Regions from separate parts of the Sus scrofa genome. Here all the other regions are linked to region 3. A link is a contact called in public Hi-C and HiChIP or PLAC-seq data. All regions are on one chromosome and are shown on one strand. The core of a region is the stretch at or near the end of the contact, and the rest is flanking DNA. Distances in the headings are between cores, read along the strand shown.

Region 1 (4,599 bases), core at 2,035-4,534, 210 kb before region 3:
TCCTATGTGTGCTGGTGCCACAGACGATGCTAGCTTCTAGCCCTTTGTGGCAGGCAGATGCTTAGAGCTTTGTTTATCCCTCTAAGCTTGTATACACCTCTGGGGTTTCCCATTATGGAGCCCTTTCCCATGGAGTTTCCACGTCCCTCTATTCTAGGCGGTTCCCTGCACTCCTCCTCCAGGCCCTGGTGAGCCACCTCCAAGATTTCTCAAATGAAGTCTCCTCACCCATGCAGCTCATTCTCTTAGGCTGAATCTAGGTGGCTCCTTGCTGGCTCTGTCTTCCTGCTGGCCCACATCTCGAGCTTGGGAAGCAGACGGCATCCTAGGTCCTAGTAAACTCTGGGATGCAGGTGATGCCAATGCAGCCACTTCCCTTGGCTCTGCCACTGAAGCAGCCAATCCTCTCCTCTCAGGCCACCATGCGCCCACCTGCAGGAAATAGAGCAAGCTCCCTGAAGTGTCCCTTTGAAGATGGCTCCACTGGGCTCACAGATCGGGGATGGGGTTCCAACCCTCCCCACAGTGCAACAACAGATCTCTCCAGAAAAATCACTCCAAAATGAAAGCAAAGTTTATCTCTTACGAGTTATTTTACTTTTCATAACTCCCAAACATCCTCTTTTCTTCACTCTGATCCCTTTTCATTTTCTCCCATTGGCAGAAAACATAAAGTGGGTTCTGGACCATCTCCTAAAAATCTGTATGTGGTGATCTGATCTCAGATTTTTACCTCTACTGCTTTTTGTGTGTGTGTGTGTGGGGGGGGCTCTCCTGTGGCATATGGGAGTTCCCAGGCTAGGGGGTCTAATCAGAGCTGCAGCTGCTGGCCTACACCAAAGCGACAGCAACACCTCATCTGTGACTTTATACCACAGCTCAGAGCAAAGCTGGATCCTTAACCCACTGAGCGAGGCCAGGGATCAAACGTGCATCCTCGTGGATATTAGTTGGGTTTGTTTCTGCTGAGCCACAGCAAGAACTCCTCATCTACTACTTTTTGAAGTTTTAATCAAAATTGCATTTTTAAAATACTTTTACTGCCAGGTAGCTATACAATAAAAATATTGGAAGCAAAATAAAATATTAAAAGCAAAAAATTTGAAAGAAAAAATTATGCAAAGATGTGTGTACAGGAATGTTCGCCAGGGTATTACCTATACTGGCAGAAAACTGAACTTAATCTATTTCTACCAATATAGAATTCATTAAGCAAATCACAATACTGTCAACTTGATATTGACAAATATTAAAAATAATGTAGATGCCTATTATTTTAATGTAGATGATGCCTACAATATATTTGTAAGTAGAAAGAGTATGCAAAACATCATTACAGTATAATCATATATATATTCACAAATGTATACATACACACACAAAATGAAAGCAAGGTTTATCTCTTATGAGTTATTTTCCTTTCATAACTTTTCTATGTCTAGTTTTATAATATTATTCATACCTTTTATTATTTTTAAAAACTCTTTAGTTTTTATTGTAAAATAATATATAGTATTTGGCTTAGAAAAGAGCAAATACTACAAAAGAATCATAAAGGAAATGTAAGCCAGTCAGGCACCCCGGTAAAAATGATTAGGTTTGGTGTGTACTTTTCTGTTTTTTTTTTTTTTTTCCTAAGAATGTATACATTTATGCCCCTCTCACACAAAACAGAAATTACCTTTATAATTAGAAAGTCTGCTAATTTCATTTTGAAAAAGCAAATAATTTAGAACTACTAGAAAGGATTAAACAATATAACACAAATACGGTAAAAAGATATACTGTAAAGAATATACAAAACATATTAAAACAGGCTATTAAAGAATAAGTAAATCATTTTTAGCTAAAACGATAATGTTAAAAAATAGTTTGAGGGAGTTCTGGCCGAGGCACAGTGGGTTAAGAATCCGAGTGTAGCGGCTTGGGTCGCTGTAGAGGCGGGTGATTGGATCCCCAGCCAGGTGCAACAAGTTAAAGGATCCTGAGCAGCTGCCCAGCCCTGGAAACTTCCATATGCCCCGGGTGCAGCCTTTAAAAAAAAAAAAAAAAAAAAAAGTTTGAGGAAAAATAAATCTCTTTACCTAAAAGGTTATCTGTTCAAGAGGACTGAATAATAGCCAGAGCCGCTGTCTGGTATCCAGGACCCCACAATCCCCCTTCTCCCGGACAGATACAGGCAACGTTAGACTTTCCAGCTACATTCCACAGAGGTTCCTAGATGCCCTGGGATTATCTTCAGCGGGAGAGATGCCTAACGGTAGCTTTCACCTAGCTCTGTTTTTTATTTTTGTTGTTGTTGTTTGTCTGGGGATAATAACCAGTGCAAATCTGATTGCAGGCTTTCCCAGCCCCCAAACCTTCAAAAAGTCTTTCATTGGTTCCCGAATCAAACCCTCACAAACCTTGTGATGAAGGGTTCCTTCTCAGCTCCTTGTGCACCCCCTCCCTCCCCTCCGCCCTCTACCCCCACTAGCCTCTCAGTGCACTGGCAGGATGGGAGCGGACCTGTGTTGTATTTCTCAGTACACAGTGGGTAGAGACCAAGGCTGTCTTATTCCCTGTTGTATGAACAGCTCGAGCTCCAAGTCACACTCCCTCCCCACTGCAAATTACATCTCCGGATCTCCTTAAACAGGTCTTCAGCAACCAGGTGGTCTGAAGGGTGTGAAGTGCCTGATTGCCTGTGTAGCTTAAGAAAAATTTCTTTTCTGAGCCTGTTTCCTTATCTCTCAAATGAAGGGTTTTAACATAGATTGTATTTAAACATGCTGCTTGAAAGCTGGGGTGCCTTGAAGAAGAGGTATCTTTTTGTATGCTCCCTCTGTGCCCAACCTCCCAAAACACGCACACAGCATACATTACGTAAAAGTTTGTTGAATTGATACCAGTGTTTGTGGCTTCTACCTAGTGCTTGGTGCTTAAAGACCTCCATTAAATAACTATTGCTTAAATGTTTGATCTCACCACTCTTGAAAGCAGGAATCATGTATTCACTAGGGTCCTGATAACAGAAGACAGAATCTCCATTTTCAAGAGGTTCACAGATTAGTGTAGGACTCTTCATTTAACAATTTTTCAACGTCAATATGTATACAGGTGGAAAAGGGGAGGCAAGAGTGGTAATTTCGGGCTCTCGACTAGGTTGCTACCTTGATTGCCTGGGGTGGGAGGACGATCTTTTGACCTTTTCATTGGTTGTCGAGAGCCCTCCCTTCTATTACCCAACCAATCCCGGAAGCGCGCTGGAAACCATAGCTAGCCAATCAAAAGTGCCGATGGTGGCGCTAGTCTGGGCGCTGACCCCGATTCTAGTTCAGCGAAAAATGACGCTGTTCGGACCTTCCAGTGAGTGGGAGTGCCAGGCCAGGCCCCGGCGAGCCAAGCCCTACGGGTGCTGACCGTCGGCGGCCATGGAGGACGAGCAGCCCGATAGCTTGGAGGGCTGGGTGCCGGTCCGCGAGGACCTCTTCGCCGAGCCAGAGCGGCATCAGCTGCGCTTCCTCGTGGCCTGGAACGACGCGGAAGGCAAGTTCGCTGTGACTTGTCACGACCGCACGGCGCAGCGGCAGCGGCGGCGCGAGGGGGACCGGACGGGGCCCGAGCGCGAGCCCAAGCCCGTGCTCGAGGCCGCCGCCCCCCCGCCCAGCTGGGCGGGCCTGCTCTCGGCCTCCGGGCTCCGCGGCGCGCACCGGCAGCTGGCGGCGCTATGGCCGCCGCTGGAGCCCTGCTTCCCGCAGCTGCCGCCAGAGCTGGACGCGGGCGGCGGCGGGGCCTGGGGCCTGGGGCGCGGGCTGTGGACGCTGGTGTGGCCGGCACGCGCGGGCCCGGGCGAGGCGGCGCTGCAGGAACTGTGCGGGCAGCTGGAGCGCTACCTGGGCCAGGCGGCCGACGGCTGTGGCGGCTCCGCGGTGCGCGACGCGCTCTTCCCGGCGGATGGCTGCGCGGCGGACTGCGAGAGCCTACGCGAATTTCGGGAGCGGGCCCTGCGCGCGCGGCGGGACGAGGCGGGCTCACGGCTGCGCCAGGTATGCACCCACCGGGCGGACACCCGGTCCTCTCCCGCTCGGTTCAGCCTTGGGGCCTTTCCGAGGGTGGGGGTCCTTCCGTAGACCCTCGCGGGGAGGGGGCCAGTTTTTAGTGTGATGCACAGGAGAGCACAGTCCCATAGGTGCCCTTCACCTGTTGGGGAGCAGCTTGGGGAATTCTGAGGAATCCACATGGGGTCTAGTAAGAGGACTAAGTTACGGCAACAACATCAACAACCTTTATTCGCTGTGAGAAGCTGGGTAGGCCCTTAAACCATTCCGCTGAAGCTATTGGCGGAGCAGGCTGCTGTGATGCAAATACTAGAGGATACTGAAAGCAAAACTAGAGCTACCCTCTCCGTGTAGGAAATGACAACACGGACTAAATGTAAACAAAGCCAGGTTCTGTGCGTGAGCGGAGATCAGTAGTGGGGACAAAATGTTCTAGAGGATGAAGCGGCTTCTAGGAGACGGTTACATGGAATAGCCGATGGGACGTGAGCTGTATTCATCGGTCTTTAAGAGCAGCAACAGGAGTGCAATTTTAAGCTTGAAAGAGGTAATTAGAGAG
Region 2 (4,581 bases), core at 1,540-4,039, 160 kb before region 3:
TTTTTTTTTTTTTAAGAAAGAAAATGAAGAAAAGCAGGAGGAACTGAAGGTCCAGGGCTTTTGTAAAGGTGCACTCTCCCTGCTGAGCCCAACTTAGCTTCCCCTTTAGAGGCTCCCCTACTGCTCCTAGTCCCTGGGCTGCAGAGTTTCGGGCCAGCCAAGGCCAGGGAATGTGGGGCTCTCAGCTCCTCACCTGCTACCCACAAGGGCTCCCCAAACTCTGCAAGGGTCGGTGAGTGGGGGTCACAGCTCTCGATCACACAGGGACTCAGCAGCCCACCGCAGTAATGGCTCTCCTGCTGCCACCGTTGTCTACAGCCACAGCTACGGCACGTGCAAGTGGCTTTGGCAACTCTATCCTCGAGGAATAGGTCCCCTGAGTCGGTTAAGATGGCCCCTTCTGGATGAAGAAGCCACCTGACAGGGGTGCTGGGCATCAAAAGACCCAAGGTGAGGTTTCAGAATCCCAGTGTCCACTGCTCCTGGGCAGCAACTTGCCCAGTGTGCTGACGGGTGGACTGGCCTGGCCGGAGAAGACTCCCCATTAGACCGACTCCTCCCAGCCGGCCCAGCTCTCTGGTCTCGTGGTCAGCAGGGAGCTGCTAACCACTGTCCTGAGAACCATCTGGAGCTCTGGGGAAAGGGCAGGGCCAGCGGTGCCCAATCTCAAATCACCAGGAGGGCTGGCCAGGCTTTCCATTTCAGCGTGCGGGTCTCCCCTACATGCCCCTGTGCTCCAGATCAGCAGCCTTCCCTCCTTCCCATCCTCCCAGAAAGACCTCCCTGCTCAGGGGGTGGTCTCAGCCAGACAAAGGAGGGCAGCAGGACTTGTAAAGTCCACCCAGGGCCTGGGTCATATCCCCAGGCTACTTTATTGTCTATGGAAAACCAGCAGAGAGAAATCCTAATGTGTGAGAGGTCTCGAAGCCAGGAAGGGGTACCAAAGCCTCCCCCCACCTCCTCCAAAAGCATTTAGAAATGCCCACAGCCAGGGATTCAGACCTTCTGGCCATGCACAGGGCAAACCAAATGGCCACTGGCCCCACTGAGAAACTTGGTGACAGAGGAGAAGTGTAGGGCTCTGGTTTCTTCAGAGCAGGAGGCAGACCTGGGCAGAACACCTTCCTCTCAGGCTGAGGCTCAGCCACGTGGAGCCAACTCTCTCCCTCGTGGGCCTGTGTGATTTCATTTTCAACTGACTAAATCCAACAGAGGATCCCACTTTAGATCTCAAGCCCTGGGTAGCCCCTGGGTCAGGGCCCGTCAGTGGTCCTGGAATCCCCAGGCCACAGGCGCCCACCTGGAGAGGAAGGGTGGCTCCAGTGTCAGGGGTCCCCAGGGACAGAGCACCAGGGATGGGCTCCTGAGGGGGCCTCAGACCAGCTCCTGCTGCTTCCACTGCCATGTTCCCAGCCTCAGGGCCACCTGAGCCAGTCCGTGAGGTGGACCACAAAGTCACATTCATGCCTGATAATGACCCAGGGCACCAGAGCAGTGGACTGTTCACCAGGAGCTTGATGGGGGGGGGGGGGGTTGATTAAAACACTAAATTCTGTTTATATGTTTAATTGAACAAATATTTATTAAGCACCTACTTTGTGCCAAGCACTGTGCTAGGTACCCTTACCACGTGCTGTCCCCACAGCAGGGTCATCTGCTCAGAAATGAAAACCCAGAAAAGGAACATTGTTGCAACCCTACAAACCGGGGTGGGGGACAGGGGGGAGGGAGTGGATGCAGGTGATTCCTGCGCCAGAAATCGCACTCATCAGAAACTTGTTTTCCTTCTCTGGACAAACCTCTCCTAAGTGGTGGCTGTAAAGCATCTCTACACACAGAGGGAAGCTTCTCTCGCCTCGCCCCACACACGCGTGCCTGGCGGACGTTCGCATACTCTGGACGCTACTCAAAAGGAGCTGGAAAGGGTATTCATATTTGGATTAGAAAATACTTTTTTTTTTTTTTTTTCAGTTCTTATGGTTGCAACAGCCCTTAAGAAAGATAGAAACATCCCTGCCCTGACTGCGTAAACGTTTTAAGGTAGACCTAGTTCTGGATTCCTGAGTCAGCATCGTCCAGGCGTCCACAACCCCGCCAGGCCAGAGAAGCGAGGGCGGATTTCGATTCTGGGGAGGAGAGAGTGGACGGCGTCCCCCGGTTTGGAAACACGACAAACGGCGCCTGCGTTTACAGAAGCCACGCGAACAGGAGGAGGTCCTAGTGCTACCAGCTCACGCGCACCCCAGGGACTCCCGAGCCCTAGTTGTCGGCGCCCAGCTTGGAGAGGCCCCGGCGGAAGTCGTGCAGGTCGTCGATCTTCCCGTCTAGCACCTCCAGGAAGCTCTTGAGCTCCACCTTCAGGTGGCGCTGTCGGTACCTGCTCTCCTCGATGTCTGTCTTCAGAGACCGCACTTTGTCCTCCAGGTTCTGATTGTCTCTCTCGGCCGCCTGAGCAAAGCGAGAGAGAAGGGGCTGGGCTACCGAGCGGTAGGAGCCCCGCTGAGACCCAGGACAGCCGGACTGTGCGTCCCCGCGGGCCCGCCTCCACGGAGGTGTGACATCCCCGGGCAGCAAGCCTATGCTCTCTGGTCCCCGCTGTTCTCCCCCGCGGCCGGTGCCAATGGGCGGGGCGCATTGCCCAACATCTGGCCTAAAAATCGATGTTCCCCGCTCCTGGCCTCAAACGGAAGGCAGAACTGCCTAAAGGACGCCTCCTGCCCAAAGGAGCCTGCTGCTAAGCGACACTGTCCCAAGTGCCCAGCAGAGGAATTCTGAAAGCCTAGCACACCGGCTTTTCAGCCCCAGCCCCAGGCTGGTCAGCAGAGGGCCCCCTTTGGGTTCTGATCTGAGACAGGGAGAAGCAGCACAAAGAGGAGAGTGACTTGATGCTAGGGGTCACACAGGGAAGGCGAGGCCTCCTCTGCCCCAGGCCAGCCCCAGCCCCAGCAAGGGAGGACTGGCCCGGCCAGACACAGGGACAGTGGGTCTGTGCACTGGCTGTCCTGCGGGTGCCGTGGAGACGTTCAAGCTCCCGGGGGCCGGACTGCTGTGCGTCCTTCCATGAGGCTCAAGCCCTACTCTTCATACCAACCAAGAGCTTCCATCTTTTGGGTACAAGACGAGATTTTGTGAACATGTGTAAAGGAACCAGTACTAATACTGAATTGGGAACCTGAACAAAGTGCTCTTTGAAGCAAGGAGACCCTCCAAGGTGAAAATGGAGCTGAAGAGACTCCTTTCCTTTTATGGTCAGAAATCTGATGCTTGCAAATGGGGGGCCTGCCTAAGGACATGTCCAAGGTCACCGGGTGGGGAGATGGAATAGCCCTCGGGTCTCATGCCCTCAGCCCTCCCTTCTGTCATTTGCTTCTCACCCTTCTGTGGTTCTGTAGGGACGTCTATGGGTGGGAAACAATCACCCACACCACGTTATACACAGGATACCTTCGTGCAAGGGGATGAGCCAAGAGACAAACGCCAGGGGGCAGAGCACACAATCACCCTGGCTTTTTAGGAACACAAAGTCACTTGTCCTTAGCCAGCAAGGCGTGAAAGGGAGGGGCCTCAAAGAACGGGGTAACCCGACAGATGCCAAGGGGGATGTGTTCCCCGTCCTTACCTCTAACTTCTCAGAGACGTACTCACACTCTGACATGAGCTGAGGTATGATTTCACTTTGTTTTCGGAGGTCTTTCAATTCCTGCAGGAGACGGAAATTTGAAAAGAATGTGAAAGCACGTCAGATAAACACGTATTCTTGAAAATCCCCAACCTGTGCAGCTTTTGGAACCAGTGTTGTCTGCGTAAATGATAAGATGACAGTGCTTAACACACATCAGGTAATTCCAGAGGCTGAGTAGGTTACGTGCGTTCATGCCCCAACTCTGTACCCCGCCAGGCATGGCGAGGTCTTGGTATGATTCTTGCTCTGCAGATGGGGAAACCAAGGCTGAGAGAGGACCGGCTCCTTGCCCTGGGTCTCCATCCTCTGTGTACTGAGCTGCCCAGAAAATAAATGACTGTGTGACTGGGGGTTCGGGCAGCACCGGAGAGCAGATTTCAAATTCTGATGAGAGACCATCTACAAAAAGTCTCCAAGTGTTTTTGCAAAAGTTCCACTGCCTCTTGGATCTGAGTGACTGACTATATACGTACAATGAGGAGGCTGCAGAGGGTCGTCAGGCCTTTGTCTGGACTACGTGTGCCTTGGTGTGACTCTCGGCTTTGTCTGTGTGCTGATGTCCTGGCAGCTGCCAGGGCCGGTCACATGCGCCACAGCCATCTGCCGTGTCCTTGGGCGGAGATCAACCCCCAAAGGCCCCGGGGACACCGAGTGGCACTGCTCAGCGCTGCTCCACTCACCGTCTCCTTTTCTCGGAGTTCCGACTCCAGGTCCTCAATTCTTCTCTTCAGCTGGGTGTTCTTCTCCTTCTCTCTGTTGATCTCACTGCACTGCTCTTCCAGCTCGTCGATCTTTATCACATGTTAAAGCAGGGATTTAGTCATTAAACAAAAACATCACCGCAGCTCTGTTGGTACTTTCTTTTAAAATCAACCATAAATTAACACTTAGAAATTCTT
Region 3 (4,355 bases), core at 987-3,486:
TGGCCAATGTCCCCACTTCTGGCATAGGACAAACTAAGAATAATATAGGCTACATATATTTCTATATGTGTTCTTTCTGAAACACTTTTATTAAAAAATTGAGGTATAACTGGAATTCCCTGATGGCCTAGCAATAAAGGATTTAGTGTCATCACTGCTGTGGCATGGGTTTGATCCTGACTCAGGAATTTCCACATGCTGCAGGTGGGGCCAAAAAAAATTGGGGTATAATTGATATATAACATTAGGTTCAGATGCATGACATAATTATTTGATATCTGTATACATTTCTAATTGATCATAGTAAGTTTGTTTAATAAAATACCATATTAAAAAGGAAAATATACAACAGTTTTTCATCTAATTTGATATTCTATTCTTTATCTACCTATTTACCTACCTATCTATCTATTGTGGTGCTCATGGCATATGAAGTTCCCAGGCTAGGGGTCGAATCAGAGCAGCAGCTGTCCATCTACGCCACAACAAAGCGAGATCCAAGCCATGTCTGTGACCTACATCACAGCACCACAGCACGGGATCCTTAACCCACTGAGCAAGCCCAGGGATGGAATCCACATCCTTATGGGTACTAGTCAGGTTCTTAAACCACTGAGCTACAGTGGGAACTCCCTAACTTGGTATGCTGTAAATATGGTATATTCACTTTTAAACACCAGATTTACACGTTTACATTAAAATCTAAGAATGAAGAAGCCTCTAACTGCAGATGCAAAAAATACACTTCACCATATAGGATAAACTTTCAGCAAACCAAGACAAAGGGAGGATTGGGGGCCAGGGCAACTGATTCATACAAGACTCCCACCCCAGTGTCCAGATATACCTGTCACAGCATTTTGCTTGGAACCAGGTTTGGCATGGATGGCTATGGTGACACAACCTTTAGGATCAACTGTCACAGGACCTAAGGGAGGAAGCGGTCTCTCTTGTTCCTTGCTCTGGCTTTTACCCTAAAACGACAACAACAACCACACTACAACCTTACTTTCCCACACATTTGATAATTCCACAATTCCTTTTCATCCTTAACCAGGACAAACTAGGCAAATCTGTTCTGTCCAGGTATTTCCGGGTCCCTAGAATGATCTTCCAACATCCTTCATGGCTCAAATCAATTCTGCCATGAAGCCTTGCCATCAACCCCACAAAGTGCTTTTTTTCCTGCCCTGGAAAACCTGACTTAGAGCTGGTTCCTACCGTCTGCTTTGTATTTCCTATTCCTCAGGAGTAGATACCATTTATTACTAATCTTTGTATTTCAAGCAGGATAAGTTAATACATGTTTGTGAGCAACTATGGCTGGAAGCGGTGTGTTTGCGGGGGATGGAGGGGGGAAGAAGTGGTATTTAAAGGACTACTATGTGCCAGAAGCTGTACTATGAACTTTCCATTCAACAAACACAAACTAAGCACCAGGGCAGCACGCAGGCAAAGGATAGATAAAGATAAAAAAGGACACATGGTCCTTGCCCTCAAGGAGCTTGGACTGCAGAGAGAAAGAATAAATCTACTTAACACACGTGCTAAGAGTGCCGACGAGATACGCACAGGCCATCACTACGCAAAGAAGGGCAGGCAGTCGGGCCTTTGGGACACCAGGGAAGCTCCCAGCAGGAGGCAGTCTTAGAGTTATTGGAGTCAGCCCCTCAGAGACGGCGGAAGGGAAGCGGGAGTAGTGTATACTGGACTGAGAGGTGCGAGAACCAGTCCAGGGGAATAGACAGAATGCAAGCTCCCAGGGAAGCAGAGGCCGCCCGGAGCAGCCGAAACACGAAGCGCTGGCCTGAGAGAGAGGGAGAGGCCGGACAGATCAGCAGACGCAACTCAGGGAGGGCCTCGCGCACCGCCGGCCCGGGCGCTGACCTCCCCCGCTGGACCGGGGCGCGGCCGAGTGAGGCGGGGGGCAGGAGCCCCGGACCGCAGAGACAACAAGCAGCTGGCGGCGCTCCCACCCACCCACGGATCCCTCTTCACTCCCGCGCTCCCCAACCAGCATTCCAGCCGCCCCACCCTCCCGCTGCCATGGGTCTTGCAACTGGCCTTGTTTGTCGCGCCAGCTTTCTTGGGCATCTCGGCGCCCAAGGGTAGGCTGGCGGCAGCTCGAGTACCAGCTCCTGCTGGGAACTGCCTCAGCCCACAGCGGAGGCTCAGCATCCCCGGCAAGGAGGGGGCGGCGAGGGCAGCCCGGTGCCGGAAGAGCCCTCTGCGCCTGCGTGCGCTGCGGGTGGGTATATCTCCGCTGGTCTGCGCCTCTGCTCTGGCGCGAGGGCGACACCTTCCGGCCGGCGGGGGTAGGAGTCTTCGTTACCCCAGGACCTGCACGGGGGCCCTCTCCACGTAGAAAAGGGCTCAGGAGATGGAGAGATGGGGAGCTGGCCTCTGATCGAGTTGGTGACCACTCCCACCCCCTCCCCCACAGAGGATAGGGAGGTTGTGTTACCTCATGGGAAGAAAAGATTGGACTGAGCGGCAGAGTGCACAGGGCCATGCATTCTCGCTGCTGCAGCCAACCAGCAGGTGCAGACAGAGCCCCACCCTGCTTCCTATGGCCCACAAGTGGATATAGAACCTCGTGCTGCCTTAGCCTTTTGGTATCCATGGAGCACCTACCTTGTGCTAGGCGCTGAGGATGCCACAATGCAAAAAGAGAGGAAATCTATTCTGATGTGTAATGTGGCAAGAGAGGCAACTGAAGTCGGCAGAGGCATGATCAGTTATTGAACTGTTTGAAGCGAAGGATAGGTGGAGTCAAATTTGTTGTGTTTAGAAAGATCACTGGCTGCAGTGTGGTCAATAGAGGAATAGAAGCAGGGAGATCCGCTATTTAAGTGGAAGATAGTGGCCTCAATCAGAGTAGTAGCAGTGGGAATGGAGAATTGGGAGCTGATCATTTTGAGGATATTTAGGAGCTGGAATGATTGGTGTTTGGGGAATGACGAGGTGGGAATGAAGATGAAGATTCATGGAAGATGCCCAGGTTTGGGGCCTGAGAAGCAGGTTTGGGAATTGGTCAGTTTGGAACATAATGAGTTTGAGATATATGTGGGACACTAAGTAGAAATATTAAGGGTGACTGAATGTCTAACTGAAGCTTGAGAGATCTGGGCTGGTGATGGATTTTGGAACCCTCTGAAATGGACGGTAATTGAAGTCATGGAAGTGAATGAGAGAAAGACTCAGAGAGTGTGCAGAGCCTGAGGGCCCAGGACAGAACCCTAAGGGAAAGTAAAGAAGAGAAGGCACCAAATGACACTGGCCAGACATAGGAGTACATGGTAAACTAGAAAGGGTACTTCAGGGCTAAGTGGTCAACAGTGAGAAGTGCCACAGAGAGAACATGTAAAATAGACATCAGAGGTGTTGGTGACCTCAACAGCAGCAGTTTCAGCAAAGAGGAGGAAAGAGATAACGTGTAGGGAATAATTTGATTTCATTATGGAGCAACTGGTGTTGGAGGAGCAGATGACATTAAGGTGGTTTTATTTCTTTTATAAGCTGGATGAGAATTAGCCATATTTGAATATTGATAGGAATGATCTAAGAGAGGAGTTGTTAACACCAGAGGTGCAGGTGGAGACTGGGTGGTCGACAGGAAGCCTTACTCACACGCCCCTTCCTTCATAAGAGAAGGGAAAGTTTAGTTGCACATGAGCTGTGTCTATAGGTTTGGTGGGAGGAGCTGGAGTTAATAAAAAGAGCAGACGAAGTATTGAAGATATGAGGAGAGTGGAACAGGTTTAAATGTGCTTGAGAATGTCAAAAAGCTAACTAGTGAAACCCTACCTGGCAGCACTGATGGTCCAGGTGAACTTGGAGATGGTGAAACCATCAGGGTCCAATCTGTTCACTTACATCATTTTAAATGCCTGGACCCAACAGCCGGGAAGCTGAAGACAGACAACTGGATTCATTCAGGTGTGTTTGAGGGGGTTGAGGGTTACTGAAGTGGTTAAAGTGATCGAAGAGCAAAAGTGGAGAAGGAAAAAAAGATCACAGATGGAGTCTAACAGGGTAGGGAAGGAAGAGGGTTAACTGAGAGGTTAAGGGAATGGTGGTCTTGAGGTTCAAGAACGCAAGTCATTGGAGTAGGAGTGAGAGCTGCAGAGGCATGAAGGTTGTGGTCAGAGAGCAGAATGTGAATTTACCATTTCAGAAGTAGTGTGATTATGATGACCAAGTGCACGGTGTAGTCATAAGGAGGAGTGACTGACATGAAATGATGGTTACTGGAACTTAGGATGCAAATGGAAAGCTAGCACCCCATGTGGACACAGGCCACGATCACGGCTCTGGTAGAAAAAGAAAGTGAACCAGATATTAAACCAAAGCGA

The links. Hi-C and Micro-C count contacts between places; a contact is called where the count stands out from the background. HiChIP or PLAC-seq counts read pairs in DNA pulled down with a chosen protein or histone mark.
Region 1: an H3K27ac HiChIP or PLAC-seq map of alveolar macrophages shows a contact between it and region 3. The contact joins the promoter of WHAMM here to the promoter of C7H15orf40 in region 3. A contact is called at or near these places in 2 of 5 promoter capture datasets (fetal liver and liver), 3 of 47 Hi-C or Micro-C datasets (embryonic fibroblasts, heart right ventricle and skeletal muscle) and 1 of 2 datasets of contacts at active chromatin or transcription factors (alveolar macrophages).
Region 2: a Hi-C map of liver shows a contact between it and region 3, with 3 times the contacts expected there. The contact joins the enhancer-like site here to the promoter of C7H15orf40 in region 3. A contact is called at or near these places in 12 of 47 Hi-C or Micro-C datasets (alveolar macrophages, embryonic fibroblasts, epiblast stem cells and 8 more) and 1 of 2 datasets of contacts at active chromatin or transcription factors (alveolar macrophages).

Annotation. Positions count from the first base shown.
Region 1 is chr7:52,139,018-52,143,616 of Sscrofa11.1, reverse strand. WHAMM (WASP homolog-associated protein with actin, membranes and microtubules) reads left to right here and starts at 3,284. Exons shown (of 10, transcript XM_001927315.5): 1 at 3,284-4,028. The coding sequence starts at 3,414.
Region 2 is chr7:52,092,264-52,096,844 of Sscrofa11.1, reverse strand. HOMER2 (homer protein homolog 2) reads right to left here. Exons shown (of 9, transcript XM_001927296.5): 7 at 4,363-4,473; 8 at 3,620-3,700; 9 at 1-2,448. The coding sequence ends at 2,260. Among named protein-coding and RNA genes, the nearest start is that of WHAMM, 46 kb to the left of the region's middle. Within about 2 kb of position 2,789, at least 24 of the 83 cell types and tissues checked have an H3K27ac peak or open chromatin away from gene starts, as enhancers often do. A contact at or near this core is called in liver, omental adipose tissue, retroperitoneal adipose tissue and 1 more, where this site is marked.
Region 3 is chr7:51,927,230-51,931,584 of Sscrofa11.1, reverse strand. C7H15orf40 (UPF0235 protein C15orf40 homolog) reads right to left here and starts at 2,236. Exons shown (of 4, transcript XM_001929182.5): 1 at 2,065-2,236; 2 at 848-974. The coding sequence starts at 2,178.